Linked DNA regions of Mus musculus: all the other regions are linked to region 3. A link is a contact called in public HiChIP or PLAC-seq and promoter capture Hi-C data. All regions are on one chromosome and are shown on one strand. The core of a region is the stretch at or near the end of the contact, and the rest is flanking DNA. Distances in the headings are between cores, read along the strand shown.

Region 1 (3,009 bases), core at 438-2,937, 700 kb before region 3:
AGAGTACTAATGACCTCTTGTGCATAGAGCCCTAAGGCCACCAAACAACATAAAGTGCACAGAACAATCGCTCTGCCAATGACAAGACCACAAAGGTTAACCTTTGTGACAGGCTTGGGAAGCCCTGGCTTCAACTAAGCCAGCTCTGTCCATCTCTGCCTGGTAGACTCCAATGCCACGATCAGGTTGTGGGCATCATGAGGACAGACTCTGCAAGTGGCAATGAACACAGGGACTGTCATAGTGCCATGGATACACCATCATTGACCTACTGAATGAAAGAGACCTTTCTGAGCTTCCCTTTTCTTATTAATACAACCAAAGTCCCCCTTCACCTGGCCCTGCTTGCCCCATGCAGTGCCATCTGCTGTCCATTGCCCTTTCCAACGATCTGGGCTTGGCCTCATAAGATTCAGCGGAAGAGTTTTGGGAGAGAGGATACCACTTACTGTTGATGGACTTGAGGTCCCGGTGAATGATGGGCACAGGGGCATCATTGTGTAGATAGTTCATGCCCCGAGCCACCTGCACAGCCCAGTTGACCAGCACATGAGGGGGGACCCGGCGACCTGCCAGTACCCTGCTCAATGCACCTCCCCGAGCATATTCCATCACCAGGCAGAGGTTTGGGGGGCTGAGGCAGGCGCCCCTCAGGGCAATGATGTTGGGGTGCTGCAGGGCTCCAAAGAGCCGGGCCTCCTGGCGGACCTGCTCCGCTGTCACTGCCGGGTCCCGTTCAGGGTCCAGCCGAGCGGCCTTGACCGCTACTTCCTCTCCACGCCATACGGCGCGATAGACTTTGCCAAAGCCCCCGACACCGATGATCTCCTCCAGCTGCAGCTCGTGGAAGGGGATCTCCTGTGGCAGCTGGAGGTCTGAGGGTGCGGCGGGTGCAGCGGGGGCCACGTAGTTGCTGGGGAAGACGCCCACACGGCCGCTGGGCAGCTGCCCTGTCCACCAGCCCTCATCTCCAGACACCGCACAGTCCTGGGAAAGCACCTGGACGCGGTCGCCTCTCCGCAGGGTCAGCTCCTCGTCGCCCACCGCCTCGTAGTCGAACACGGCGGTCCACACTGGCCCCGCGGGGGTCGCGCCCCACTCTCTGGCCGCCGCCCCCTCCTCCTCCTCCATGGGGGAGGGGCCGGGGGCTGCGGGAGGCCGCTTCACGCAGGCTGCCCGCGGAATGCTGAGCGCGGGGCCGGGAGGCCGGGATGGGAGACAGTCCCTGCGGACCCCGGGGGGCTCCTGGGGACCATAGCTGGGGGAGGGGCCTCCGCTGGAGCGAAGGAATTAAAAAGAAAAAAAACCCCAAAAACCTAAAAAACACCTTTTTCAAACGATAGGACCGATCCCTCGGATTTGGCTGTGCAGGAGAGGCGTTAGGTTCACCTGTCCCCAACGATGTCAGGGCGCAGGGAGGGCCGGGTCGAGCGGGGCCCGCCGGCGGAGGCCGAGGCCGAGGGCAGCAAGCGGCCGCCCCTCCCCGCGCCTCTCACCCCGCGCAGCTCCACCGGCGGCCCCCGGCTCCGCATCCTCAGCCACGACCGCAGGGCCGGGCAGGGATGGCGGCGCCCCGGGGGCGGCCGCCCCGGGATGGGGTGGCGCGCCCCTCGGCCTCCTCACGCGAGGAACGCGTGGGCGGCCCCCATCCTCCTCAGCCGGCTCCTGGTCGGCCCCCTAAGTCCCTCTCCCCGCCGGGGCTCTTGGCGGTGTCCAGTGACGTGTTTATGCTGCCGCCGCGATGCCGCCTGGGAGTTGTAGTCCCAAGCTGCGAGGCCTTGGGTTCGTCCCAGGCTACATGAGCCCTGGTCCTTAGGCCCTATCTCCTATCAGGGCGAATGAACCAACGCTTTCTACAAGCCCTGCAGGAGACCCGTTCATGTTGGAGTTCACGGTAACTGACTCATTTAGCCAAGGGAAACATAGGAGCTGAATGAATGGAGATTACGGACCGATACTCCTAAAGCGGTTCGGACAAGGTTCGCAGGATAGTCTCTAGGGTCCCTGGCTGGAAGTGCATGCTGGGAAATGTAGTTCGTTCGTGGACCATTGCGCTCCTTGAACCACCTGCTTCAGAGAGCAATGGGTGACTGGAGCAAGTTAACGCACAGACTTGTGCTGCCTCTTTGGGCAGGAGCAGGCTGGAGGGCGAAGTGTACTGTCTCGAAGATTTCATAGCCAGATTTGCTTGCCTCACCAGCTATGGGATCACTGGCATCTGCAGTAAGAACTTGTCTATACTCTTCTGCCTCCTATAATGAGCTTCAGTTTGGAGAGAGGGGGCTGAAAGGAGGGGTTTCCGGGGGTGGGGGCTTTGCTCAGATGATGTCATTAAATCTTCACGAAGAGCCTCATTTACAGGTGACTCAGAGAAACAAACTCACTTTGTTCAAGATTGCTAAATTATAAATGGCAAAGCAAGAGTCAAGGGCAGTTTAAAAGAAATTGAAAAATTGAAAAACAAACACTGTCAGTGATCGTATTTTTAAATTGTGTGTGTGTGTGTGTGCGCGCGCGCGTGCGTGCGTGCACGCACCCAAAGAGGGCGTTGGATCTCCTGGAAACTTCAGTCACAGGCGGTTGTGAGCCACCCCATGTGGGTGCTGGGGACCCAAATTCAGGTTCTCCGCAAAAGCAGCATATGCCCTTTAGAGCTGACCCATCTTTGCCCCCTACGGTAACTAAGATTCTGGTTGAGTTTATTTGTGGGACAGGCAAAGAACTGACTGAGAGGGACAAAGGTGTGCGTGTGTGGAGCTTTATTGAGGCAAGCTGACAATCGCTGAGTTGGGAGTCGTTACAAGGGCTCTGTGTTTAGCATTTTATAAGACTTATGGGTCCTCTCATCTTAACATTTTGCCTAGGCATTTGTCCTTCTAACCTTTCTCTAAGGAAGGAAACAACCCTGGCAGGAAGGCCGTTTCTCTACCTGCCTATATATTTTTCTAACTTATCCTCAGCACCATGTTTTTAGAATGCTGCCTTTCTATGTATAGAATGCAGAAGGTG
Region 2 (3,229 bases), core at 394-2,893, 630 kb after region 3:
AGTCAGGAGGATGGGAGTTCAAGACCAGCCTCAGCTCCATGGGGAGTTAGAGGTCAGCCTGGACCTGAGACACAAGCACCAAAAAAATAAACTTCAGGTGCAACCTCATGGGCTGGGTAAACCTCACTCCTGTTGCCGGTGCAGCAGCGTTATGAGGGCAGGCGACCTATTCTGCTCTGTTTTCCTAAGCAGATCACGGTGATGCCTGGACCACACTGGTCCTTTCAAGTCTCAAGACTGGGAACTGTGTGACTGGAAAGTGGGGTTTGCATGTTGGGAAGTTTCAGCGGGCTGGGAGACAAAGAGATGGCAAGGGTCCTCTAACTGCTTGACACTCCCGCTCTCATACACACACTGCAGGGAAGACACCCTACCTGTATTCTCATAGCATCCTGGGCCTGCTTGAAAGGAAAGACGGCAGAACGGGAAGCCCCATTGCTCACATTAGCCCTCACCGGTTACTGGCAAGGTAGGAGCCCCACAGGGCGCCATTGGCTTCCCTGCCCCCAGTGCGCCCGCGCAGCCCCTCACTCCTCTTCCTCCTCCTCCAGAAAGAACATGGTCTCCAGTAAGATCCAGGACACCAAAGGCTGCCGGGCTTGCTGTGTGGGTGAGAGCCAGCTTCCCTCCGGGTGCAGAGTGATGGGGCGGGCTGGTGCCTGGCCAGTGTCTACTCAATAAGGTTGAGGCATGGTGTCCAGGACCCTTGGAGAGATACTGGGGGATCCTAGAGGGAGACAGGGACCCTGACCTGACCCATTCTTGTCCACTTCCACAGCTGAGAGTGCTAGCTCTGGGGGCCCATTCTTATGTGGGGCATTGGAGACGTCTGTGGTTTTGCTCCAGTGGTACCAACCAATGAACAAATTCTTGCTTGTCCGGGTAAGTCTGTAGAGCGAGGGTGCTCCATCCACCATTAGCGCTTATATAAAGAATGGGATGCCCCCCCCCCCCCCCAGCCGCCAGTCCATGTCGTTGCTCCCTTCCCATCCTGAGGCATTTTGAAAATTTCCCGAGAGTCTGAAGAGATGGCTCAGCGATTAAGAGAGTACTGGCTGCTCTTCCAAAGGACCCACGTTCAGTTCCCAGCACCCACATGGCAGCTCACAACGGTCTGAAACTCCAGTTGCAGGGGACTCAACAGCCTCACACAGACATACATGCAGGCAAAACACCAAGCGCATAAAATAAAAATAAGTAAATCGTTAAAAAGAAAACCACTTCCTGATATTTAAGCCCCGTCCCTCACATCTGAACAACTTAATTATTCTTCAGTCTCTAAGGGTCTGTCCCTTTGAGTCTAAAGTGGTTTTGTTGGCCTGGTGTGTGTGTGTAGGGGGTGTTCCTGCTTTTCCGTCACCAGGTTGACACGCCTCCAGACAAAGCCACATTTACTCTAGAAGCACACTTTGCTTCTTTCTAAAGAAGCCTGAAAATCTCCGAGGGACTCCCCACCTAGTCCCCCACCCCACCCCCGGTCTCAGAGCCTCCCTGAATCGCTCTTCCCCGCGCGGGCCTGCAGCAGGTGCTGTTCCCGCTGCCCACGCCGCTGCCGGTGTTCACGCTGCTGACAACGCCGGGCTCCGAGCTGCCAGCTGTGTGCATCGGCGTGAGCCCGGGGCAGGCGGCAAAGTCGGTGCTCTTCCACACCGTGCGCTTCGGTGCGCTGTCCTGCTGGCTGGACGACTCCAGCACGGGTGAGTGGGCCTTGCCCCTAAGAGGCAAGGATGCTAGGAAGGGAGACGCTGCCGGGGAAGGAGGGGCTGTAGGGAAAAGGCAGTCCTGGAAAGGTAGTGCTTCAGGAAAGAGGACAATAGGGAAAAGTTGCAGACCAAGGCGGGGCTGCAGGGCGGGGTTCAGGCTGCAGGGAAGGGGCGGGGCCTAGGGAAGAGGGCGGAGCTTCAGAAAAGGGGCATGGTTTCTGGAAAGGATGTGGCTTGTGAGAAGGGGCCAATCAAGGATGGGACTACAGGTTAGGGCACCAGGGAAGGGGAAGGGCAGAATGGTTGGGCAGGGCTATGCCCGAACCCGATACCGAGAAAGAGATGGAACAGGGTGTGTGGTCTTCCTTGACTGGTCATAACAGGGTGGAGCGCACGTGGCAGGGTGGAGCGCACGTGGCAGGCAGGGACCTGAGGGGTGCTAGCTGAACAGAGCTAGGCAGTTAGTTCTTAAGCCCCTGCCTCTCGCGCAGAGCACAAGGGACCAGTGCAGGTGATCCAAGTAAAGGAAGACATGGTGATGGTGTTGATGGATGGTAAGAGCCTTCCTCCCTTCCCTTTCCGGTCCTCAGCCCAGGACGTTGTGCTCAAAGCCTTCCTTCCACTTCCCTTCAGGCTCTCTAAAGCTAGTGACCCCAGAGGGGGCACCAGCTCCTGGGCTCCGCACCCCTGAGATCCCCATGACAGAAGCGGTCGAGGCTGTGGGTATGTGTTAGTTGGGAGGGTCCAGGGTCAAGAGTGGGAGCTCTGTGACCTCCAGGTCACAGGGAACTGCTTCCTCTCTAGCTATGGTTGAAGATCGACTCGAGGCCTTCTGGAAGCATGGAGTTCAGGTGTGGGCTCCAGGCTTGAAACAGGTAGGCTCCTTCAGTTCACACCACTCCCTTGCCCTCATCCTCAACCTTCACATCCTTTAAATGGGCTTGGAGAAGCCCTGGGTCAGGACAGGGACTCGTGTAGGGAAGCTTCAGGGCACACATCGTACCGGCTCCCTGGTTCCTGACTTACCCACCCTTCACAGTTGCCTATCCGATAGGGCGCGGCGACTTTGCAGGTTAGTAGTCTTGGACACAGAGCAGTTAAGTCACATGTTTGTCAAAGTCACACAGCTTCATGAGTGGGTCTGGGGTTAGACTTACCCTGAGGAAGCCGTGTCTGTAGGGAGAGGGAAGGCCCTACTTCTCCGCACACACACAGACACACTTTCTCTACAGCCGCTGCAGGAGCTGAGAGACCCCACCCTCACCTTCCGTCTGCTCTGCTCCCCCAGGTATGGTGGTGGAGGGACGAATGGGGAATAGGAGAGGCTGCTGGTGTGGAGAGGAGGTTTCCACAGCCTAGAAAACCCTTCCATGTTCTTTTGCAAGGTTCCCTCCCGAGGCTCCGGCTCCACCGTGACTCTTGGGAGCCTTGGCTGCCCTCAGCAGAAGCCCCTGCACCGGTGCTTCCCTGTTTTCCTTTAGTCTACCCTTGAGGTTGGGAGTGTGAACTCCCCACGGCTCCTTTTA
Region 3 (3,319 bases), core at 588-3,087:
GTTCCCTTTCCACCACTCAGCTCTCAACAGCCCCCCACCTCTTCACACTCAACTTTGTCCAGTTACTTAAAGGTGCAGCTGTGAGCCTCTGCACATACTGCTCCCTGCATGCAGAATTCTTCTTTGAGTCCAACTCCTTTCTCCTGAATTCTCAGCTTAGCAGTCTCCTCCGTGGTGACAGGGCTGGGCTATGTTGGCCATGCTCAGCACTAGGCCAGCTATAGAGGGATGCTCATTGTCCTGAAGGAAGGGACAAATGCCCACAGGCTCCACCTGTCTGGGCTGCTCACCTGTTGGAGTGTCACTCACTGCTGCGCAGTCGCAAACTTCACCTTGGTGGCCACACCCGAGCCTAAGGCTGGGTTTGGGCAGGCTCAATCCCCGGGCTCCCTCGGGCATGATTGAGTGGCACAACTCCGACCTACAGAAGAGACCCACTTCTTGGGAACTAGACTTCACCGGTCTCTCGGCCGCTCCTACTCACAGATAGGGTGCTGGAAGCTGATCTAAACTCAAGGAGGGGCCCCAAGAAGATACAAAGTGACAGGAAGAAGGGGCTGAGAATACAAGCCAAAGATGGAAAAAGGTTGAGACAAAGAACGAAGACAGCAAAAGTGCCTGAGTCTGCAAGTCCCATCTGTCTGGGGGCCCCCCTCCCAAGGCTCAGGGATCCTGGGAACTCTCAGGCTCAGGCTGAAGCTGAGGGCGAGGGGCAGGGCTGGGAAAAACCGTGGGCGGGAGAGGCCGCGGGGTCCCAGGGGAGGGCGGAGGCTGGGGGACCGGATGCCAGGGTCCTACAGACTGTTCCTTACCCCGCCCAAGACGGCGTACTGGGGCGCTGGCCCCGAGTCCTCCACCCAGCTCCAGTCGGTCCCTCGGCGCCCCAACCGCGGTCCCCACCGTTGGATTCTCCCCTGTGCAGTTGCAGCCCCCAACTCCAGCCGGCGCCTCCGCTACCCCCCGCCGGCACGCCCCCTCATTGTTCCGCTTCGGCGCCGCCCCCTCCCCCAGCCCCGGGCCCCTCGCTCCCCTCACCTCCCGGGGAGCCACGGGCCTTGGGGTCGGGAGTCCCGCGCGTCTGGACCGTAACGCGCGATCCCTGGGGAGGCTCACAACCCAGACTTAAGGTCGTGAACTTGGGGTTCTCGGACTCCAGAATCCGGGGAGAGTTGGGATCCGGAGTCCGAAGTCTCGGTGTTCTAAATAGAAGATGCTGCAACCCTCTACTCGAGTCTCAGACCAGGGCGCTGGGGACCCAAACTCCTCAGTCTTCTAGGTAGGGCTGTGTGTTGTCGGGAGCACCGGGATTCCAGAGTTTCCAGAACCCGAGGGGCAGGAGTGAAGTCACCTCCGGGAGGGACCGCAAGGACTGGCTAACTCCTCGGTCTCCTGGAGGTGATGGATGCTGCAGCCCTAAGTCGAGGCGCGAGGTCCTGTCCCCAAGTGGCTCCAGGAGGGGGTCTTGGACTCAGAGTTGGGACCCCGTGGGAAGGATGCACGGCCACAGATCCTACGGTCTTCGAAGCCGGGTACGGGACGGGCCTCCAGCCTCGGGGCTGACTTCCCGAGCCCCGGGCTCCTCCAGGAGGGGGCGCTGGACATCAGAGGTCCCGGCCCCTCTGCGGGAGCCGGGACTTGCGGGTCTCTTAAAACGCGGGACAGAGTTCCCGGACGCCTGGGCCCAAGACTATGAACGCCTCGGGCTCCGGGATGAGTGTCCTGGGGCTCTGGGGGCAGCGGCAACGCCGCATCTGGGGCGGGGAGAGTCGGGTCCCAGATGTGGGGCGGGGGGCGGCCGCCCAAGGCTTCTCCTCCCCTTTGCCGCCGCCGCGGCTCACATCCTGTTCCCGCCTGCTGGGGGGAGGGGCCGCCTTCCGGCACGCCCTCCCGTAAAGGCTTTTAAAATCCCCGCCCCCTACTCTGAATAATTGCAAGCAAGCGGTTCCAACGGCGAGTCACCGCCCACATTCCAAGAGCCTAGAGCCGGGAGGACTTTTTACCTTTTACAGCAAGGGCCCAGGAGGCGTGAGAATCTGGAATAGTCTCACACTCTTGTTCTTATTGGTCGATCGGCGGGCTTTATATTTGCATATGCAATGTTGGGCCGAGCCGTTCAACAAAGTCCTGCGACTACAACTGACTGAAGGACTTTGTGGCGCGAGGGTGCGGCCGGAGCTCCAGTGGCGCAATCGGTTAGCGCGCGGTACTTATATGTCAGTGCTAGGCGTAAGCGATGCCGAGGTTGTGAGTTCGATCCTCACCTGGAGCACTTCTTTTTTTAACTCATCTACCTCTTTTCTGGTGTTCTCTCATCAGTTTAGAAGTCTTCACATTTTATAATTTCAATCAAATGTTTTGGCTTGTTTGAGACAGGGTCTCACCATGTAACTCTCTGGCTGGTCTGGAAGTCATTATGTAGACCGGGCTGGCCTCGAACTCACAGAGAGCGCCTGCCACTGCCTCTGCCTCTGCCTCTGCCTCCCTAGTACTGGTATTAAAGACGTGCGTCACTGTACCCGGAAACTACAGAATTTTTGAAGAATGAACATTTCTTTGTGAATTTTTTGCAATGGTCTGTGGAACAGTCCCAAAGTTGCAGTTTCTATTCTGGTCGCCAGAGGGCAATAACGTCTCTTATTAGATGGCCTGGGCGTCAGATAAAATCCAAATCTCAGATCCCAGGGATGGATGGATGCTTACAACACACTCTTTATGGATATTTGTCTTCTACAGGTTTCTGAACAGATTTTTTTTTTTTTTTTTTTTTTTTTTACTGACCACTCACTAGGAACTGTATCCTCTGTCTCTGAGGACTTGACTTTTTACTAAGGAGACTGAGTACTGAAAGTCTACGAATTAAGTACTTTTTTTTAAAATTTGACTTTCCCTATGTTACCCAGACTGGCCTAAACTCCTGGCTCCCTCACCATCTGGGAGTGTAACTGTATCGTTAGATTAGCTACTGATAAGTATGGATAAGTAGGGTGGGATGCAGATTATCATAGCTGTCATGGATGGACTGTTTTTATTTTATGTGTATGGGTGTTTGGCCTGCAAGTGTGTCTGTGTACCATGTTCATGCTTGGTGTCCAAAGAGACTGGAGGAGGGCGGCAGATCCCCTGGAACTGCAGTTTCAGAGGGTTATGGTGCAGGGAATCAAACCAGGTGCTCTGTCAGAGCCGCCAGTGTTCTTAACTGCTGATCCATCTCTCCGGCCCCAGGGGAGATCTTTGAACAGACAGACACCTGGAGGAGGGGAAGGAGCCATGGGAACACCAGAGAGATGTTCCAGATAACACTCTAAGGCTGAAGATGGGT
Region 4 (3,121 bases), core at 40-2,539, 800 kb after region 3:
TCGGGTTTCCCCAGCCGTTCAGGAGGGGAAGGGGCGGCCACAGCGCCCCCAGCCCCCTTTTCTCAATGGGATGGGATTTTGTGAATGAGCAGTCACGTGACACTGCTTCCTTTGTCCGCCCGCCTCCCCCAACAACAGGTGAAGCGGGGAAAGAGGGCTGGGGTCCCCCCCAAAGGCCTAGCTGAGATAGGGCACTGAGATCTTGGGGTGTCCTATGCTCCCACACATCTATTTTCCCGGGGAGAGTAGTCATCAGAGTTCCTCAATGGCGAGGGTCCACGACAGAATTTTGTGAATGGGGCATCCTCGGAAGAAGTCCAGGACCCCCAAATGGAGATTGGCACCCCAAATGGCTACCGCGTAGTTTGGTGCCCCCACCCCTCTTGTTCTCCCAGCTTGTGTCCGCAGGGTGCAAGGGTGGGCAGAGGATTACAGATGCGATCCAGGCTGCCCCCTCACCCTGGCAGGCAGTCTCGTCAGCCCCCCGCCCCCTCGCCACTCTGGGCACCTGCCTGGGAGGCTCCGGCCGGGCTCCGAGCGGCGGCGACGCGGCCTCCTCCTCCTCCTCCTCCTCCTCCTCCTCTTCTCTCCCGCTCCCTCACTGGCTCCGGCGGCGCTGGAGACGGGCACCGGGAGCCGGGGCGAGGGGGGAGGGAGGGGGAACCTGGAAGATGTGTGTGGGGGAGGGGGCGGCTTGGGGGAGGGGTAGAAGCAAGGCAGGCGTACATGCCCGCTGGGTCCTAGAGCCCGGCTAGGGCTACAACGAACATCTATAGCCCCCATTTTCTCGGGACCCAGAAGGGAATCCCCACTTTTCCACTTATCTGAACGGTTGGTCCCTGATGATATGAGAAGGGAACAGAAATAGACCCTGGTCCCAAGGTTCTAGAGAGAAGGTGGTCCACGGTCAGGGCTCTGAATGGGAGGGGCGGGATGCCTGGCAGGGTTCGAAAAGGGGAGGGGCCTGGGAGCCTGAGTAAGGAAGGAGGTTTGGACGCTGAAGGAACTGAGAGGGTGCGTCACGGAAGGGGCGGGCGGGTGGACCTTCTGAGCCATCCCAGGAAAGACAGGGTCTTAGAAAGAGATGCTGCCTGGACTTAGCAAGGCGGAGCTTGGACATAAATTTCCTTAGTGACAGGTCAAATAAGAGGCTCAAAAGGAGGAGCTATGTAGCAAGTGTTTGCCATGGGTGGGGGTCCGGGGAGGGGCTTAAGAGAGAGGGGTGTGGCATTATAAAGGGGTGGGGCTTAATGAGAAGGGGCCTGCCTACCCACTATGAAGAGTTTTCTGTATTTTTCTAAGGGTGATCCAGGTTTGAAGGGCTGCACTCAAGCTGGCTTGCAGGGGGCAGGGCCTCGAGCTCGGGGCGGGGCCTAGATCTCGGGGGTCGTCCTCGCTGTCTCGCCCACTTGCCTTCACCCGCACACCCGTTCTTTTCGGTTATTTTCTGCTACGGCCGTTCCCCGCCCTGCCTTGGGCCCACGGGGCAGTGATCTGATCTTTGGTCGGCTGGAGGAGTCGGTGAGTTGGGTCCACTTAAGAGGCGGAGCTGGGCGGAGCTTTAGGAAAGGGGTGGAGCCTAAGTTAAGATCTGTCACAAACGCCAAGCGGGAAAAGTTTAAGAGGCTTGAGGATTTGTTGCTGGCTAGGAAGAGGGAGGGATCCAAATGATCGACACAGAGAGACGGTGGGTGATCGGAGGGTTAGGACTGAAGGACTAGGGAACTAATTAGATCACAGTCCCAGGTATTTGTTAGGCAGAGACGGACCTGATCCGGGGCGGTGAGGGGCGAGGATATGGCCGGATTCTTGACAATCAGGAGCGACTAGAGAATGGGGCGGGGCCTGGTTAGACTAGTGTTGAAAGAGAAGCGTGAATTCATTGTTGGCTATTGGGCATAACCATCATTACCCATGTGGTTTGAAACTTTCAACAGAGAGGCTGGCGAGACTGACTCCTGGAGCCTGGAGATCCCGGGAGTGGCAAAAGTGTTAGGGATGTGATCCAAGGGATCAGGGTTGGCGCCTTTGTACACTAAGAAGTTAGGTTCGAAGAGTAAGAACTGCAGCCTTGAGACCATGGGGAAGGGGGCGTGACCATGGCGAATCGGAGAACTGAAGACTTAAGAGCCGGGGGCTGAGATAATATTGGAGGACAGGGCAGACCAATGCAGACAGGGGCAGTCCAAGAACAGCCTGAGCCGTGGAGTCCCCGCAGAACCCGCCGACTGACTGGTGAAAGTTTTTTTAACCACAGTCCCCGACCTTCTTCAAAAATGGGGAACGTGCAGTCGGAGCCGTCCGCGGGCGGGGGTTCCCGAAAAGAGCAGGCCTCAGACCGCGCCTCCGACTCCCGCAGGACGCCTCTAGTGGAGCCCGAGGTGACCCCCTCATCCCCTGCCATGCGCCTGGCTCGAGGGCTGGGCGTCTGGTTCCCTGGCAGTTCCGGGCCCCCGGGACTCCTGATACCCCCGGAGCCCCAGGCCTCATCCTCGCCCCTGCCCCTGACCTTAGAACTGCCCTCGCCAGTGACACCCCCTCCAGAGGAGGCGGCTGCGGTCTCCACACCACCCCCGCCCCCCGTGGGGACCCTGCTGCCTGCGCCATCTAAGTGGCGAAAACCCACGGGCACTTCAGTGCCTCGGATCCGCGGTCTTCTGGAGGCGAGCCATCGTGGTCAGGGTGACCCTCCAAGCCTCCGCCCGCTGCCACCGCTGCCCCGGCAACTGACCGAAAAAGACCCGGTCCTGAGGGCCCCAGCCCCACCTCCGACGCCCCTGGAACCTCGGAAACAACTACCGCCAGCACCATCAACTTGCGATCCGCAGCCCCTGAGCCGCAGAATCACTCTGGCCTCGTCGGCCACAAGCCCCACAGAAAGTCAGGTCAGACACAGCAGCGAGGGTCAGGCGGCCGGGGGAGCCCACGGAGGGGTACCTCCCCAAGCTGGAGAGGGCGAAATGGCTCGGTCTGCTACTTCCGAGTCTGGCCTGAGTCTGCTGTGTAAAGTCACCTTCAAGTCGGGGCCCCATTTGTCCCCCACATCGGCCTCGGGTCCCTTAGCAGCCAAAGCCTCACCCGGGGCCGGTGGTGGCGGACTGTTTGCCTCTTCTGGGGCCAT

What was found. HiChIP or PLAC-seq counts read pairs in DNA pulled down with a chosen protein or histone mark. Capture Hi-C pulls out chosen DNA fragments and counts their contacts.
Region 1: a contact with region 3 is called in an H3K27ac HiChIP or PLAC-seq map of embryonic stem cells, with 2.5 times the contacts expected there. The contact joins the promoter of Map3k10 here to the promoter of Plekhg2 in region 3. A contact is called at or near these places in 1 of 39 promoter capture datasets (cranial neural crest) and 2 of 115 datasets of contacts at active chromatin or transcription factors (embryonic stem cells and memory CD8 T cells).
Region 2: an H3K27ac HiChIP or PLAC-seq map of thymic regulatory T cells shows a contact between it and region 3, with 3 times the contacts expected there. The contact joins the enhancer-like site here to the promoter of Plekhg2 in region 3. A contact is called at or near these places in 2 of 39 promoter capture datasets (cranial neural crest and pre-B cells), 3 of 115 datasets of contacts at active chromatin or transcription factors (large pre-B cells, memory CD8 T cells and thymic regulatory T cells) and 1 of 9 other capture datasets (adipose tissue).
Region 4: a contact with region 3 is called in a promoter capture Hi-C map of liver, with 2.5 times the contacts expected there. The contact joins the promoter of Ggn here to the promoter of Plekhg2 in region 3. A contact is called at or near these places in 1 of 39 promoter capture datasets (liver), 3 of 484 Hi-C or Micro-C datasets (cardiomyocytes, myocytes and nephron progenitors), 4 of 115 datasets of contacts at active chromatin or transcription factors (bone marrow-derived macrophages, memory CD8 T cells, pro-B cells and 1 more) and 2 of 9 other capture datasets (adipose tissue and liver).

The regions. Positions count from the first base shown.
Region 1 is chr7:27,672,894-27,675,902 of GRCm38.p6, forward strand. It overlaps Map3k10 (mitogen-activated protein kinase kinase kinase 10), which reads right to left and starts at 1,688. Exons shown (of 10, transcript NM_001290528.1): 1 at 450-1,688. The coding sequence starts at 1,131. It also overlaps a transcript of Zfp607b not described here.
Region 2 is chr7:28,999,413-29,002,641 of GRCm38.p6, forward strand. It overlaps Map4k1 (mitogen-activated protein kinase kinase kinase kinase 1), which reads left to right. Exons shown (of 32, transcript NM_008279.2): 24 at 361-469; 25 at 552-610; 26 at 779-882; 27 at 1,523-1,697; 28 at 2,195-2,257; 29 at 2,337-2,426; 30 at 2,508-2,578; 31 at 2,936-2,991. Among named protein-coding and RNA genes, the nearest start is that of Map4k1, 18 kb to the left of the region's middle. Within about 2 kb of position 1,644, at least 157 of the 459 cell types and tissues checked have an H3K27ac peak or open chromatin away from gene starts, as enhancers often do. A contact at or near this core is called in memory CD8 T cells and thymic regulatory T cells, where this site is marked.
Region 3 is chr7:28,370,825-28,374,143 of GRCm38.p6, forward strand. It overlaps Plekhg2 (pleckstrin homology domain containing, family G (with RhoGef domain) member 2), which reads right to left and starts at 1,838. Exons shown (of 19, transcript NM_138752.2): 1 at 1,036-1,838; 2 at 291-421. The coding sequence starts at 399. n-TIaat16 (a tRNA gene) reads left to right here and starts at 2,175; the gene lies at 2,175-2,269.
Region 4 is chr7:29,168,921-29,172,041 of GRCm38.p6, forward strand. Ggn (gametogenetin) reads left to right here and starts at 1,290. Exons shown (of 3, transcript NM_001358852.1): 1 at 1,290-1,521; 2 at 2,258-3,121. The coding sequence starts at 2,277. It also overlaps a transcript of Spred3 not described here.